Regions from separate parts of the Mus musculus genome. Here regions 1, 2 and 4 are each linked to region 3. Evidence: chromatin contacts called from public promoter capture Hi-C data. All regions are on one chromosome and are shown on one strand. Each heading gives the region's core, a stretch centred on a gene start, on an enhancer-like site or on the middle of the called end of the contact. The rest is flanking DNA. Distances are from core to core; before and after follow the strand shown.

Region 1 (4,033 bases), core at 1,283-3,782, 2.0 Mb after region 3:
ATATCTATATCTATATCTATATCTATATCTATATCTATATCTATATCTATACCTATACCTATACCTATACCTATACCTATACCTATATCTATCTATATACATATGAATGAAAATAAGAGGGTTATTTGATGGCTATATTTGGTTCTCATCTTGACCACATAAGGAGTTAACTAAAACCCCAAAATGGAGGGCACACTTGTGAAGAACTTTTGCTTAATTTTAAGTACCAAGATACATTTCTAATCCAGAACTTTGAGGTAGGAAGACAAGCCTTTAATCAAGATCTTTTAGTTGGGAAGATACATCTTTAAAACAGATCTTTTGAGGTGGGAAGACCCTCCTCTTACCTGGGCTACACCTTCTGCTGGAAGCCTATGGAAGGACAGGGGAGAAGGAAGCTTTTGCCCTTTGCTTGCTTGCTCTCACCTTGCTAGTGAGTCCATTCCTACACTGGCGTTAGAGCCTACTTAGGGATCCCAGTGTGTACAGTTGAGCCTACTGGATTCTTGGACTTTCTATTCATAGGCAGCCATTATTGGATTAGCTAGACAGCAGCCTTTACATCATTCTAATAAATCCCACATATATTGATATATTCATATATGTTCATTCTATAAGTTCTGTCACTTTAGAGAACCCTGGCTAATAAACCCTTGAAACCAAAGGCCCAACTAAACATTTGCTTTTATAAGTTGCCTTGGTTATAACACACAGTCATAGTAAATAAGACAGTCTTATGTTTCCTAGGCTGGCTTTGAAGTGGCTACAAAGCTAAAGAGGCCCTGTAACTTTAGATCCTCCTGAGTGCTGGAATTTTAGGCCTATTCCATCACATCCAGATGATTGGATTTTAGGAGGGAATAATTGGTGTTTTTTTTTTCTTATCATCATATACTCTATTAAAATTTTCATGCTCTCGAAAAAAAGACAATTGAAAATATTATTTTCCACTCTATCTTCTAATTTGCCTTCATTCAATACAAGGGATATATATATATATATATATATATATATATATATATCACCATTAGTCTGCCCAAGTGCAACACAAATACATTACCTTGCTTATTTCTGAGAGAACTATATATTTACCATGGATTACAGAGCAGACTGAATACAGAAGCAAAATGTTCTCTTCTTAAGAGTTTCTATTTAAGGAATTAGCAACTGGCTTTATTTTTTGTCCTTAAAAAAACTTTTATATTATGGAAGAAATCTAATTTAATATAGAAAACCATTTTGAGAGAATTTAATTAAAGATGCATCAAAAGATATAGCACCTCTCTGTATAGTACTCTAGCCTTCATAACAATATTCCCAATCTCGACCTTCATGACTTTGTCAAAGCACAGTTATATAGTTGTGAATGTCTTCTTCCCAATACATGAAAAATACATTAACTATACAATTATGGGCTATGCAGCTGAAAATGTTTTTGATGGTCCTTATTATTCTAATCTGATTCTTTTTTGTTCCCTCCCTTTTCTGTAACCCAGAGTCTAGTGCTTGCTAGGCAAGTGCTCTGGGTGCTGACTGTGAACTCAATCTTCAATCCCTTACATTTGTTTTCTTAAATTGCTTGAGTGGTATTTAGAGTAGATTCTAGTTTAAAAGGCACAAGAAAAAAGAATAGGAAATCTTTCTATTCTTGTTCCCCACCTACTTAGGGCTCCTGAAGCAAACGAGGCTATAAACAACTTACATTCCTGTAATAACTCCCCCCACAACCAAAATCCAAACATGTTAATTAAATATTTGATGCCAGTATGGGCCTCAAAGATGCTTTATTAGGGCCAGTTCGATTAGGGCATGTCAGAATCTTTGCATCAAACCGCATTAAAAACAAAAGGCAGTAGTTTAGGAGCTGTTAATGTTGATGGCCCAATAGGTCATTTCAATCCAAGAACTCTGCTTTTTCAGACTAGGGGGTGAAAAAGTATGAGAACTCAAGGGATGAGATTTTCGTTCCTCAAAAGGTGACATGGTTTTTGAAAGGCTGTTTTGAGGACTGAATCGCGTGGTTGGACTTTGGCTAGTCAAGCAGTGAGCTGATCAGCCCGGCTCCCTGCCAGGCCTCGTGGTTCTTGCATAAACCTCGGGCGGTTAGTTCTAACCCGACCTGGATTCCAGCGCAAGGCGTCACCCGGAGTTCCCCGCCCTCATCGGCCCTCTCCCGGGAGGGTGCAAGACACTTCGCGGCTCTTCGGCCTCGGATCGCTGCGGGCCACTCAGACACACAGCCTTCGCTAGGGCCTCACTCTGCAAGCCAATCATCTGCGGATCAGGCTGGGGCAGTCCAGGGTGGCTTCTCCACCGCACCCAGGGCTTCCAAAAGCCGTCCCTCCCTCATCTTCCCCGTTCCTAATAGGGATGATGTATCACGCGGTTCAGAACGACACTCAAAAACTGGGCAATTCTCCCAACCCAGCAGAGGCAGGCTGCGCGACTCCGCGAGAGGGGCGGGGCCGTGACGGGCAACATCACAGCCCAATAATATTTCTTTACCTCCGAGTATGGGCCAATGAGGCATGGGAGGCGGGACTTCCGCTTGCCCGCTGTTGTGGTCCCTTCTCCGACTTGCTTGGGTAGGGGCTCAGTGCGGATACTCAGTCATGAAGTCCGGGTAGCGACTTCTCTTGGGTGGCCGTGAGCCTAGGTTCCGGGGGCGGACTTCAGGTAAGAACCAGCGTGGCTCCGCAGCGGTAGGCGGGGGTTGTCGGGCCTGGCCGGGAGAACACACCCACTCCGGCCTGGGTGCGGTAGCCCGAGGTGGGGACGGTCGGGCTCCTCTGCTACGTGCAGTGACAGCACAGGCCCGTGCGGGAGAGGAGTCCTTAGCATCCCATCCTGCGGGCTGGTAGATCTGAAGTTGTCGGGCTATGGATTTTGCTTCCCACGGCCCCTTCCAGAGGTCCCCGTGGCCTGGAAAGATACTTGGAAGACTTCTCTAGTCCAGGACTTGCCTCTTAAGTCCTCGGCGAAAATACTCTCGGGCTGTTTTGTCTTTAAAAAGAAGAAGAAGAAAATCTCATCGCTTGCTTCCTTCCTTTTCTCACCCACTCCCCTTTCCTTCCGTAAAAGCTCAGCTCACAGGCTTGGACGTGACCTTGCTAGGGCCACATACTGCCTTTTTTTTTTTTTTTCCTACCCAATGTTGGAAGTCCGAACTTTTTTGCAAGGACGCTTATTGAATTGATCTGCCCCTGAGAGGGAAACAACTTTGCTGCATGTTCTCTGCTTGCTTATGGTCAATTGCCCTATTTTCTTCTAATCTGGCAGTAGTTAATTTCCATAACTCCCATTTTAATCTTCAATTTCAGCACCGTGGGCAGCTGCTATAGGCTGATGTCTGCCCCAAACCTGCCTGGATTATACTGTTTTCTACCAGTGATGCAGCAGTTCCAGTGGAAACTGCGTTCCTTTCAGCAGTGCCCAGAAGACAGCTGCACTTTCTGATACAATACAGTAAAGTGGCCGTGCCTCCCAAGAGCCAGTAGAGACAGGCTATTTAAAGATTTAGGGAAGAACTTTTGAGAGTTTAATTGGCCACAGGGTCATTGTTTATTTATTTGAGACATGGTCCTTACATGTAGCCCAGTCTGATCTCAGACTTCCATTCTTTTGCCTCAGCTTACTCAGTACTGGAATTACTAGCCATCAAGCCTTGTTTAAAGACAGTTTTTAATGGGTCAAAAAGAATTCATTTCAGAGGACTGTGGTCTTTAAATAGGAGTTGAGTGTGGAGGGCCACAGGGATTCATTAATAGACTTTTTTCTTCTTTTTATAATCTATGGCCATAGAGTTAATTTCAGGTATAGTTTTTTTTTTGTTTTTGTTTTTGTTTTTATGCGGGTCAAGAGGAAGATATAAAGTGTAATATTGTAGAATCAGGCAAAAAGCAAAGCAAAGCAAAACAAAAAACTGTTTCCAAAGAGTTTCAAATTTGGGAATCAGACTAGACTTACCCTCCAGTGTTGGGTGACATCAGTAAATATGGAAAGGGCTAGTGAGATGTTTGGTGAGTAGTAGAGC
Region 2 (3,968 bases), core at 498-2,997, 1.9 Mb after region 3:
CTTGTGAAATGACCCAAAGTGACCATTAAAATCTACATTTTCGTTTTCACACCAGAGCTTGGTTAAGTTGGTAAATAACAGATTTAAGAAAAGGAAAAGCCATACCTGTACATCTAGCCGCCACTCAAGACTATGGTAACTGGGAAGACGAGGTGCTAACTCGTTCAGAATAGTTCTGATCTCCTTTCTGTTGTCCAGGTAGAGCTGAAGCAATAATTTGTTTAGTTCTTCAGAGAATCCCAGAACAAAGACAGAGTCTTGGAAATCCAGTTCAGAAATCTAAAGGTAAATTGAGTTCAACAGAACACTGGAATTTATCTTTGTCTAGTAAATGCTAAACCATTTCTACACACACAAGTACATTATATCCTCTAATTCTATTTAGAACATTCCTTAAAGACCCACCATTCTGAAATCCAAGTTACTAATATACAAAATAACCTTATTAAAATAGGAAAGAAATTAAGATGCCTAATTTTATTTAATATTTTTCCATCAAGCCAGATAATGACTGCTGATACATTTTTAAAAATGCAATATTTCATTCTCCCATCTCCTGACATACATGGGTGATGGCACATGATGCAGAAATAGAGACAATTATAATTTAAACCGGCAAGAGGAATTCATATTAGATAACGCCAATAGCACTGTTTTGGTATACTGCACAAATTCGATTATGAGTTAGAAATATTGTAATAGGCGCCAGTTTGAAAGGATCTGGGTGATACAATACAGCTCTCAGAAGTCTTACCATAAGCTTTGAGCTCTCGGTGAGGAGATACGTTAATCCTTCCACACCATGCTGGATAGTGTCACTACTCACGTTCAGTTTTCCTAAGGTGGTGGTGGTGGTGGTGGTGGTGGTGGTGGTGGTGGGGTGGTGAAGAAATAAACAGATTATCAATTTGTTTAAAAATAAACACATTCAATTGCTCTGTTTTCAAACTATACAATAAAAATGAGTTAAGCGGAGACTACTGTTCCTTCTTAACCCACTCCACTAACAGGGGCCTTGGCTATTTCCCTCCAAGTCAGCCTAACAAAACACAAACCTGTGAACAGACACACAAAGCCCCTTCAACCCAGGCAGAAGGAGAAGTCAGTAGAGATGTTCTTAATCTCAACCACCACCACCACCACCCCCCCCCCCCCAGCTTAGAAAAAAAGCAGTTTCTGGGTAGCAAATGTTTACTAAACACTTCGATGACAGTTCCACTTCTTCAGCATGCGGTATTTTATTAAGCACCAGAATATTTCTAAAAGGCAGGTGGCACTGTATTCATTTTAAATATGAAGATATTTGTTCCACACTAGTTATAAAAGCGCGCAGCTCCTTGCAGTGTGCGCCTTGACTGACTGCTCTGCGGGGTTTTAAGAGGAACAAGGAACAAGACCCTAGGACCTGCAAAGACTCCTGCGGAGAAAGAGAATGGATCGCACTCTCCAGCTCCACAGACAGAGCCCGTCCTCCCCCTTTCTTACTGGCGGCGCCTTCGTAGATCTTCGGGTTTGAGCCCCGTCGGAGGAACTCCACGGCGATCCTCCCGAACTCGGCGACCACTGCAACGGAAGTCAGCAGCAGGCTGTGAGTGCCGGGCTGTCCCCCGGGTTGTCCCCGCCGCAAGCACCCCGCAAGCACTAACTTACCTGCAGTGTCCACTTGCGGCAGGAAGGCCAAGTGCTCCTTGTGCTCCTCGGACAAATCCAGCAGCATTTTAGCGGCTCTTCAGACTTTGCCACCCGGCGCCGGCCCCGCCCTCACCACTTCCGACCTCTGTGCAGGCAAAAAGAAGTTCCGGCGGGCGTCGCGGTACAGCCCATGCTTTGGGTTCCGGTTGCTGGCAGTCCTAGGAGCACGGTATCGTCCGGTTCACTCTATAGGAGTGAAGGTAGGCAGTGAACGCTGGTTAAAAGAGTTGAAGGTACAAGTCTTCCACTCATTCATGAGCCATCCTGCAAAAGTGTAATATGTAGTGCTGGAGAGATGGTGGTTAAGTGGTTAAGATCTCTTGTTGCTCTTGCAGAAGAACCAGATTCGGTTCCAGTACTCACGTTCTCAACCATCACTAACTCTAGTTTTGGGTATATAACACTCATGTATATGTATATGTATGTGTATGTGTATATGTGTATATGTATATACATATACTCATGTATATGTATGTGTATGTGTATATGTATATATATGTGTATATATATGTATATATGTATACGTATATTACATGTATATATACATAAATATATATGTAGTGACTATTTTGTACACTCCACAAATACCTTGAAGAAACTACACTATGACTACACTATGAGCAGAGGTCTTTGCATTAATTTCTGAAGATACAGCCCCAACTAGGGTAGTTTTGAACAGTTTGTGTAGGACTTTGTGTTATCACAAGCCTTCATGATCCCTAAATAAGCCTGTGAACGTGTCCACTTAGGCAAGAAAGGGAGCACTTTCTTAGTACAAAAGGGAAGATGCTAACCAAACATACCTTTGTTTACATGTGAGGTTTGCTTCAAATGGTGCAAACACCATTTCTTCAGATTTAGAAGCTGGCTGCTCAGTTCATGAGCAGGTAGGGATAGACACACCCTACACTGTATCCCTTGCTGCTACAACTTTGGACTCAATAAAAGGCTTCTCTCTAGGGGTCTTTTCTTGCCCACTTCTGGAAGCAGATACAGTGCTATAGCAGCAATGATAAAAGCAGCCATGTGGCAGCAGCTGCGACAGCTGAGCATTCTGAACATCAAGCCATAGAAGTGACAGCACAGCCTGACTCTTGCCAGCAGAAGAGGGAGAGCTGAGAGGCGGGGAACGTAAAATAACCAGTTTCTTAGGAACTGAAGAGGGATAGAAGATGGTAAAGATTCAAACAGACTGGGTGGGTAAGATAGCTGAGTGGGTAAGATAGCTCAGTGGATAAAAGCTGCTTGCTGTGAAGCCTGAAGACAAGAGTTCAACCCCTGGAACCCTCACGGTAGAAGAGAAAACCAACACATATGAGTTGTTCTCTGACTCACCAACGTACACTGAGGCACATGTGTTCACATATTAACTCACTCCTCCCCTCTCTCCCTTTTCTCACTCTCTGTCTCTTCCTAATGTCATAAAAATTATTTTAGAAATAATCAAAGAGTTCTTGAGTTCTAGGGAGCCAATGTTTTCAACTACCCCAGGCCCAGGAACTACACAATTGTCTATCACCAAGGGGTGAGGAATTGGATACCTGCCTATTTAGTATCTTCAGTGCTGGCTACTGCCCAAGACTAAGATATCTTGATTTTTTTTTTACACCTATAAAAGAGTCTTGGTACTTACTGTAGACCTATACAAGAGCCATGAACCTTGTAGAAGTAAGGATTCCACTACCAATGTTAGATTTCTGAAGTAGCACAACATTAGATTTCCGAGGCAGCTTAAAGAAACAGCTTATAGAGGCAGGAAATAGACCAGTCTGACCTCAACGGATGGAACTCTTTATTTCAAACAGAAAGGGCAGGCACAGGATGAAGGCAGTGTCTGCAAAAGGAAAAGGGGGTGCTTGGGCTTATGTAGGCAGTTTGGGAATGCAACTGCTAGGGCTACAGGTAAGCCTGTAGTTTCTCCCTCCTGGAGCTGTTTATCCACACAGGTCTGTTTATCTTTAGAAACTCCCTTGCCTGGCTATCAGGATGCAAGGGCAGAGTGGGCAGATGAGTTTGGAAATGGCAGTGAGGAGGGAAGAACTGGAGGGTTTTGTTTTATTTGTTTTTGTGGTCTTCTGAGACAGGGTCTCTCTTCATTGCTGCCTGGAACTTCTTCTGTAGAAGGGCTGGCCTTGAACTCAGAGGTCTGCTGGCCTCTGCCTCCTGAGTGCTGGGATTAAAGCCATGCACCACCATGCCTGGCAAGAGGTTGGAGTTTCAACATAGTGGCAGGGGATTTCAGCAAGCTTTAGGGGAGAAAAGCTCTTTAGTCAGGG
Region 3 (3,944 bases), core at 944-3,443:
CAAGCGAAAATCGTTCGGAAAAGGCCTCAGTTGCATCAATTAGTTTGCGCAGAATGCTTCGGTGTTTAGCTTCGCCTTAACCCAATTAAGCCGCACAGCGAGCCCAGAAAGATGCGCCACCTGCGCCTGGCTGCAGTCGGCGGCCGTGGGATCCTGAGTCCTTCTGTTGGACTGAGGGAACCAAGGCCTCGGCGTCGAAGCTACATCGAGTCCCATAGTCCGGGGTGAGGCACGGGGCGCGCGCTCACCCGGGAAGGTGAGGGCCAAGTATTCCTGGGTGTTCTGAGTACAGCACACGCTTGGCTGGGGCCATTCGAGGGCGGGCAGGCGATGAGAGCGAAGGGCACCGAGAGTGTTTTGCAGCGATGGATGTGAGTGGGGGTCATCCAGACACCCAGAAAGCTTTACAATTAGCCTGAGAGCAGATGAGCCAAGGAAGACAGCTGGGTGGGGTAGGGTATACGCAAGGGTTGTGGGGAGAGCGCTTGCCCGTCGCACCCCATCCTGGGGAACTACGCGTCCCCAGCGGCTGCTCCCTGCCTGCCGCACAGCTCTTTCTTGTTGATCTGGCGCTCTGGGTTGCCTCTTCCAGCCCCTCTTCAGCTGCCAAAAGGTAGCTGCGCATTCACCCGCGATGCCTGCAAACTGGGGAGGGGCTTTGCAGGTCCCCAGTTCCCTCTCCCAAGGGAATGGTCTTGGGGAATGGAGTAGGAGGCCATCTAAGCGCCAAATGTGATGTACTATTTTAATCTAATTCGGAATCTATCACTCTTGGGTAACAAGAAACGAAATTAGAGCTGGCCCTGTGATGCTTAAAAGGTGGGAGTCTTCAGCAGTAGCCCATTAACAGTGCGTACACAGGTGCTACCATACCCGGGCACTGAAAATTCTCTTAATTTGAAATTAACAGAACTTTGTACTAAAGGCAGAGAACTGAAAACTACGACATAAGCCCTAACTACCCTATCTTTAGTTCATGTGCACTGAGGACTCAACTGGTCATGGTACTGGAAGGAAGAGCGACCTATAAAACCCTCCCTAGGGTTCCAAAATCCAAAAGCTCCTCAGGTTCCAAAAAGAAAAGCTCATTTCTTTGAAATTTCCAAGATGAAACTTAAATAAATAATAAAAATCCCTAACCTGAATGGTTACAAATTATTTTTTTTGGAAGCCATTAGCCATTTTCTCATAATCAAATTATTACATCCCATAAGATTAGGAACCTACTGTTGGTCACCACTGAGGGTTTCTGAGGTGGAAGATCCATCTTTAAGCCTGCAGGGGCAAACAAACTGTAATGGCCACACCTTCCAGTGCCAAGCAAGCTCATCTCTGTGAATTCTCTAGATCCTTCTCTACAAGACAGCTCACTATGAGATGGCACTCAAGCTTTCTCTAAATCTCAGAAAACACCTTCAGGAAGTGTTTCCACTACAGCATACAGCCCTATCTGCTGTCTGGTATTTCAGCACTGGCCAATCTAGCTACAGACAAGGGAAACTGCAAACAGGTGAACTTGTTTTAATTAAAAGGCTCCATTTTTAGTTGGGTAGATATCATCGACTCCGTTGAGCAATACTTCTTAAATTCCTCTCAGCAAATGCAAATGGGGAAAACCTAGGTTAAAAAGAGAAGAGACTCTGCCTAAGGTTTGGAAACATTCTGACTGCGAACACGAACACGAGTGAAGACTAAAGAACTCCCCCAGCTGAAGCCAGCAGTCAGTCAGTAAGCAAAGTTCTAACTTGCACTAAAAAGACCCCAGGGATTAACGGGCATTAATTACCTTACTCTAAATGCAAGTTAGTGACTTTGTTCTAGAAGCCCCTTTGACTTCGCTAATTGGTGGATGACCATTAGTACAACTGGATAGCTCATCAGAGGTGAACAGACAAGTGGGCTTTTCAGCAAAGAGAACCACTTGTCTTCACCAAGTCTTTTCCAAATGTCAATATGCTTCAAGTTATACCAAAGCTGGGAGATTTCATCTTGCTTTTCAACCTGTCTAGGTGGCCTGGGTGGGTTTCTGCCGGCAGCAGTTTCCTACCTTTGGTTTCTATGCTTCTATCCACGAGGGGGGATTAATTAGCCGGGCTGAAGCTGGAGGAGGCTGTCGTGACGAGCCCAGTGGCGATTGGCCGCCCGCCTGCCTGGCCCTGCCTTTATAATTTCCACACGAGTGCATCTGGGCTCTTACACAAACCAACAGCAGCTTCTTCTGACAGACACACACTCACCCCCGACGCACACTCTGCACACTTTTCCTCTACCTGATTAACAGTCCTGCACACACCATGATTACGGGAAAACGTAAATAAATACGGAAAGGGGTGATTATTTTGACTACTGGAAGAGCTTTGCTGGGTCTCAGCATAACTTTTGTTTTTATTACCGAGAAGGTGCTCTCTCCACGCGTCTCTCTCTGACACGGATTCTTTAGCGGAGGGGAGAAAAGGGGAGAGCTCAGCCTTTCACTTTAAGACCCGCTAGTCTCGAGCGGGGGAAAAAAGGCCAGCAGGGCAGGGCGGCCCCCTGCTGCAGCTAGTCCGAGAGAGGCTCGGTGCCTTTTGAGCGTGGTCCCCTTTCTCCACCGAAGTTGGCTCCAGCGCTAGCAGCCGCATTGGATCCCACAGCCTATTGCGAGACTCCGGTGTACAATCCGGATCTCTGCCCCAACATGATCGCGGCCCAGGCCAAGCTGGTCTACCACCTGAATAAGTACTACAACGAGAAATGCCAGGCCAGGAAAGCTGCCATCGCCAAAACCATCCGGGAAGTCTGCAAAGTGGTCTCCGACGTCCTGAAGGAGGTTGAAGTGCAGGAACCGCGTTTCATCAGCTCCCTCAATGAGATGGACAACCGCTACGAGGGCCTGGAGGTTATCTCTCCCACCGAGTTCGAGGTGGTACTCTATCTGAACCAGATGGGGGTGTTTAACTTCGTGGACGACGGCTCCCTGCCTGGCTGTGCGGTGCTGAAACTGAGCGATGGGCGCAAGAGGAGCATGTCCCTCTGGGTGGAATTCATCACCGCCTCTGGCTACCTCTCGGCACGCAAAATCCGTTCCAGGTTTCAGACACTGGTGGCTCAGGCGGTGGACAAGTGTAGCTACAGAGATGTAGTAAAGATGGTGGCTGACACGAGCGAAGTGAAACTGAGAATCCGAGATAGGTATGTGGTGCAGATCACCCCGGCCTTTAAATGCACCGGGATTTGGCCGCGGAGTGCTGCCCACTGGCCGCTTCCCCACATCCCCTGGCCAGGACCCAACCGGGTGGCAGAGGTTAAGGCTGAAGGGTTCAATTTGTTGTCCAAGGAGTGCCACTCCCTGGCCGGCAAGCAGAGTTCGGCTGAGAGCGATGCTTGGGTGCTGCAGTTTGCAGAGGCCGAGAACAGACTGCAGATGGGGGGCTGCAGGAAGAAATGCCTCTCTATCCTGAAAACCCTGCGTGATCGCCACCTGGAGTTGCCAGGCCAGCCCCTGAACAACTACCACATGAAGACTCTGGTGTCCTACGAGTGCGAGAAGCATCCTCGAGAGTCGGACTGGGACGAATCTTGCCTGGGCGATCGGCTGAACGGAATTCTTCTGCAGCTCATCTCATGCCTGCAGTGCCGGCGGTGTCCCCATTACTTCTTACCGAACTTAGATCTGTTTCAAGGCAAACCCCACTCGGCCTTGGAAAACGCTGCTAAACAAACGTGGCGACTGGCAAGAGAGATCCTGACCAACCCAAAAAGTTTGGAAAAACTTTAGAGGATGATCTAATCCAGGGCTGACAAGAATGAGCATTCTTCTCAAAGTCCCGACGAAATGAAAACTTCCTGGTTGATTCCTATGTACTATTTCTCGAGACAGTGCAAACAATCTCTTCCTTTAAAAGGAGTAACAACACAACATTTAACCATCATCTCACACAGGGGAAAAACCACACCACAAGCAT
Region 4 (3,677 bases), core at 645-3,144, 1.8 Mb after region 3:
AGCCACAACTTCTTCGGAGGCCTTTTCTAACCTGACCCCTATGACCTCACTGGTTCTGATAACAATTCAAGTGCCAGCCCCGGCTTTCCCTCAAGAACTCCCTCTAGCAATTGAGAATACATTTCTCTGTTCGATCTAATTCAAAAAGCTGGATCTAATGTAAAATTCACAACCTCAAAAAGCTAGGCAGATAGGGCATGAAGGATGACAACGCACACTACTGCCCTGCCGTGACGGTATTTTAGGTTACCAAGTGTAACATAAGACTCCTGACCCAATTTCCACACAATTTGTTGGTCCAGCCCATAACTACTTTACAGTGCGGTTGGTAATTACATTACTGTGCTGTGTGGTCATTACGTCATCAGCTGGGAGAGGTAAAGCCCACCAGGCACTGTGTTCTTTTCCGGTTTGCTTTTCCTGAGTGACTGAAGAACCCAGACCACCTACTCACCTGGCTGTGAGCTAGCTAACTTAAGTGAAGGCGCTAAGGGCCTAAGACCCAGATTTAGGCCAAAGTCGCTCAAAATTCCTTTCCCCAAGTTTAAGTTTTCCAATGGCCTGGATCTCTTAGGGCTTAAGCAGTTTCCACTTCATGAAACGTTCTCTGTTCTAGTCAAGTACAACTCCCAGAGATTCATCCCCTACTTTTTTATCTTAGCAGATCTCTGAAGCACCTTGGAAGAGTCAGTCTCTCAGTCTCTCTCTGTCTCTCTCTCTCTGTCTCTGTCTCTCTTTCACACACACACACACACACACACACACACACACACACACGCCACGAACACACGAGCGTCCAGGGCATCACAACTTTGCCCCTCTTGACTGCCGGCAGACTTACTTAAGGAAGTATCTCTGGCCAGTGGCCGTGAAGGTCATCTCCCACCCGGGGGGCAACGGCAGCTCGTCGGTCACGTCATAGGACTGCTGGCGGAGATGTGCATGCTGCTGTGCAGGGCCTCCAGCGGCTCCCGCACCGGTGCCCAGCTGCAGGGATGCGGGCGACGAGTGCGAGCGGACGTGCTGCGCGCCGCCAGCTAGTCGAGGCCCCGGGTGGCCGCCTGATGAGTCTGTGCTGGATTGGCGCGAGTGCGAGCCGGAATCGGGCTCCTTAAAGAAGGACTCCGGGAGGATCTTTTTCCGCCATGAGCTGGGCTTGGGGTTCATGACAGAGTTGAAGAGGGCTTCGAGGTCGGTGTCCAGGTCCTGCGTGACGTGGATGACTTGCTGCCCTGGCGGCGGGAGCGGATGGGGCACCGAGGACGGATTCATCTTTCTACAAGAAAAAAGAAAGATCAGATCAGCCTTTTGGTGCAAGTCAGAGGAGGAGGGGGTAGTCCCGGGGAAGGACAGAGAGAACCTAGAGACAGTTAGGTATGGGTCCAGGGACCAGCCGGTGGGGGAGGGGGCGCCCCTGGCCTCCGAGATTATGCAACTTTCCCGCAACAGAGAAGCTCCCCTGAGCAGGCAGCCGCGGGAGGAAGGGGGGGGGGGGTGCCTGCACCAGACCCAGTCGCAGCTTCCCCTGCCCAATACCCCCACCGGCAACCCCAGGCGTCCCGACTGCGGTCGTCTAAGAGCCGGACGCCACAGAGGGTGCGGGGCGCGGCGGGAGCTACCTGGGGACTCGGGGAAGCCAAGCCTGGGCGCCTCCCGAACTGACGAGCTGGAACCCGGTCCCGGCTGGCAGATCCCGAGCGGATTCCCAGCAGCCGAAGGCTTATCCTCTTACATCCCCGGAACCGGCCTCGGGCGCTCCCACTGCGCGAGGAGGCGACAGAGAAGACGTAGACGAGCGCAGCCGCCGCGGCTCCCGGACTGTCCCATAAACAAAGTTTGAAGCAAACTCCCACCCTTAGGAAAGAGGCGGGCCGAAAGTGGAGCTGTTGAATTATGCATGACCTCCTGGCCGGAGCCAGCCTGCCCCACGCCCCTCCTCTTCCTCCTCCTCCCACCCTAGCCCGGCTGGCGGGGGTGGGCTGGGCACTTCGCAGCTCGGGAGAGACCGTGCCCCCGCCCCGCCGCGCCGCTCCGACCTCTCCCGCCGAGCGCCTATCTGCATTCCTTTGAGTTTACCACTGACTTGGGGCGGGATCAAAGAGAAAATGGTTCAAGCCTGTTAAATCAAGGGGTTATGGACAAAAACCAAATCGGAGAATAACGGAGGGCCCTCGGTTGAGGGTCCAAGGCCCAGAATGAGTCTGTCCTGAGCGCTTGCCCTCGTCTTAAGGGGAGCGCCCAGCACCCGGAATGTGGCACGGGGCGCGGATCTGCCAGAGGTCGGACCGGGGCGCACCCTGGCTCAGGGAGACACCCGCGAGGCCAGACTTTCCACGGAAGGCTGCTTAACGCTTGTGACCATATTTGGTCTGCTGGGGAGACAACTTGGCTGTTTGGCTTTCAGTTGTCTGCGAGACGGTTTCCCAAAAAGTGCCGCTGTTGCTGAAGATGCGGCTTCACCGAGGAGTCGATTGTAAACTACCAACTTTCAAGCCTTTCATCAATCCTTAGAAGGCCGAGACAAAGCTGCGTTCTAGAAGGCCAAGCAATTGCGCCCCCTTCCCTCCTCCCGCGGCGTTTGCGAGGGTAGTGGGAGGATTGGAATGTCCCTGGGTCGCTCTAGGGAGCCTGGAACTGGAATGGAACAGGGGCAGGTGGCTAGGATAGAGAGGGTGTGCCAGTGACCCGGAAAAAGCCACACAGCCTCCCACCCGACTGGACATGGGCCAGAGGTGGAGACCCCAGCCTTTGGAGAGAGGAGGTCTGGCCTGGTAAGACAGCTGCCGGGAAGAGGGAGGAGGCCTTGCCCTTCCCACTGCCAGCTGCTCAACTATTCCTTCTCTCCAAGAAAGGGTGGCTGCTTTTTAAGTTACATTCCAGAAAGCCCCTACCCGACCCACAGATTCTAATAGACAAGTTTATTAGATAGGTTAAATGAGGCAATACACGCAAAGCACTTTGCTTAGCCAAGGCTGCATGGAAGTTTGTCAGCAGAATTGTATCAAATGCAGGCACTGTGCCTCACCATATTAAAGAGAGACATAAAAGTCAAAATTAAATCCACAGTTGACAGTGCTACAGGAAAATGAAGACAACTGTGACCTAACAGCAAGGTGAAGGGACAAATGCAAGCCACTCCATCATTTTTACTTTAAGACAGAAGAGAGAACAAAACTGTGGCTCAGCTGGAAAAGATCCTTTCAGGCAATTCTGACAACCTGAGTTCGAATCCCACACACTACATGGTAGAAGGAGAGAACCAACTCTAGCCCCCACATGAGCCCCCAACACATTTTTTTTTAATTTTGAGACCATCTTTGATTAGCTGTGTCCTATCCCAGTACCCATACATGAGCTGTGACTCCAGGTCCCTTACAGACTTTTCCCAAAATGGCAAGTGGTCTTATACTAAGGCCTCTTGAACTTTTTCAATCATGACCCCTTTTTGCCTGAAAAACTATCTATCTGACCCTAATCTATATTTGTATAAAATAGGTAAGAATCAAACATTTACTGATAATCATAAATTGATTTTAAAATAATTCATTCCTGGGCATATATAAAATTTTGCCGTTCATTAAAGATAATAAGATATGCTTTGGGCTAGGACTATAGTTCAGTGGCAGAGCACTTGCCTGGGATCATTCCCTAGTAATAATAAGTGCTAAACAAATGTG

Evidence for each region. Promoter capture Hi-C pulls out the DNA fragments that hold promoters and counts their contacts.
Region 1: a promoter capture Hi-C map of embryonic stem cells shows a contact between it and region 3, with 4 times the contacts expected there. The contact joins the promoter of Rnf13 here to the promoter of Mab21l1 in region 3. A contact is called at or near these places in 1 of 39 promoter capture datasets (embryonic stem cells), 1 of 15 datasets of contacts at CTCF or cohesin (the NIH/3T3 cell line) and 1 of 115 datasets of contacts at active chromatin or transcription factors (astrocytes).
Region 2: a contact with region 3 is called in a promoter capture Hi-C map of liver, with 4 times the contacts expected there. The contact joins the promoter of Commd2 here to the promoter of Mab21l1 in region 3. A contact is called at or near these places in 5 of 39 promoter capture datasets (cranial neural crest, embryonic stem cells, hippocampal neurons and 1 more).
Region 4: a contact with region 3 is called in a promoter capture Hi-C map of second pharyngeal arch cranial neural crest. The contact joins the promoter of Wwtr1 here to the promoter of Mab21l1 in region 3. A contact is called at or near these places in 6 of 39 promoter capture datasets (cranial neural crest, embryonic stem cells, frontonasal cranial neural crest and 3 more) and 4 of 115 datasets of contacts at active chromatin or transcription factors (the NIH/3T3 cell line, astrocytes, cardiomyocytes and 1 more).

Annotation. Positions count from the first base shown.
Region 1 is chr3:57,733,525-57,737,557 of GRCm38.p6, forward strand. Rnf13 (ring finger protein 13) reads left to right here and starts at 2,533. Exons shown (of 10, transcript NM_001113413.3): 1 at 2,533-2,676.
Region 2 is chr3:57,649,937-57,653,904 of GRCm38.p6, forward strand. It overlaps Commd2 (COMM domain containing 2), which reads right to left and starts at 1,748. Exons shown (of 5, transcript NM_175095.4): 1 at 1,651-1,748; 2 at 1,486-1,563; 3 at 755-837; 4 at 106-279. The coding sequence starts at 1,717.
Region 3 is chr3:55,780,317-55,784,260 of GRCm38.p6, forward strand. Mab21l1 (mab-21-like 1) reads left to right here and starts at 2,194. Exons shown (of 1, transcript NM_010750.3): 1 at 2,194-3,944. The coding sequence starts at 2,678. The coding sequence ends at 3,757. All of the region lies in intron 41 of Nbea (neurobeachin), which reads right to left.
Region 4 is chr3:57,573,982-57,577,658 of GRCm38.p6, forward strand. It overlaps Wwtr1 (WW domain containing transcription regulator 1), which reads right to left and starts at 1,895. Exons shown (of 7, transcript NM_133784.3): 1 at 1,620-1,895; 2 at 842-1,276. The coding sequence starts at 1,272.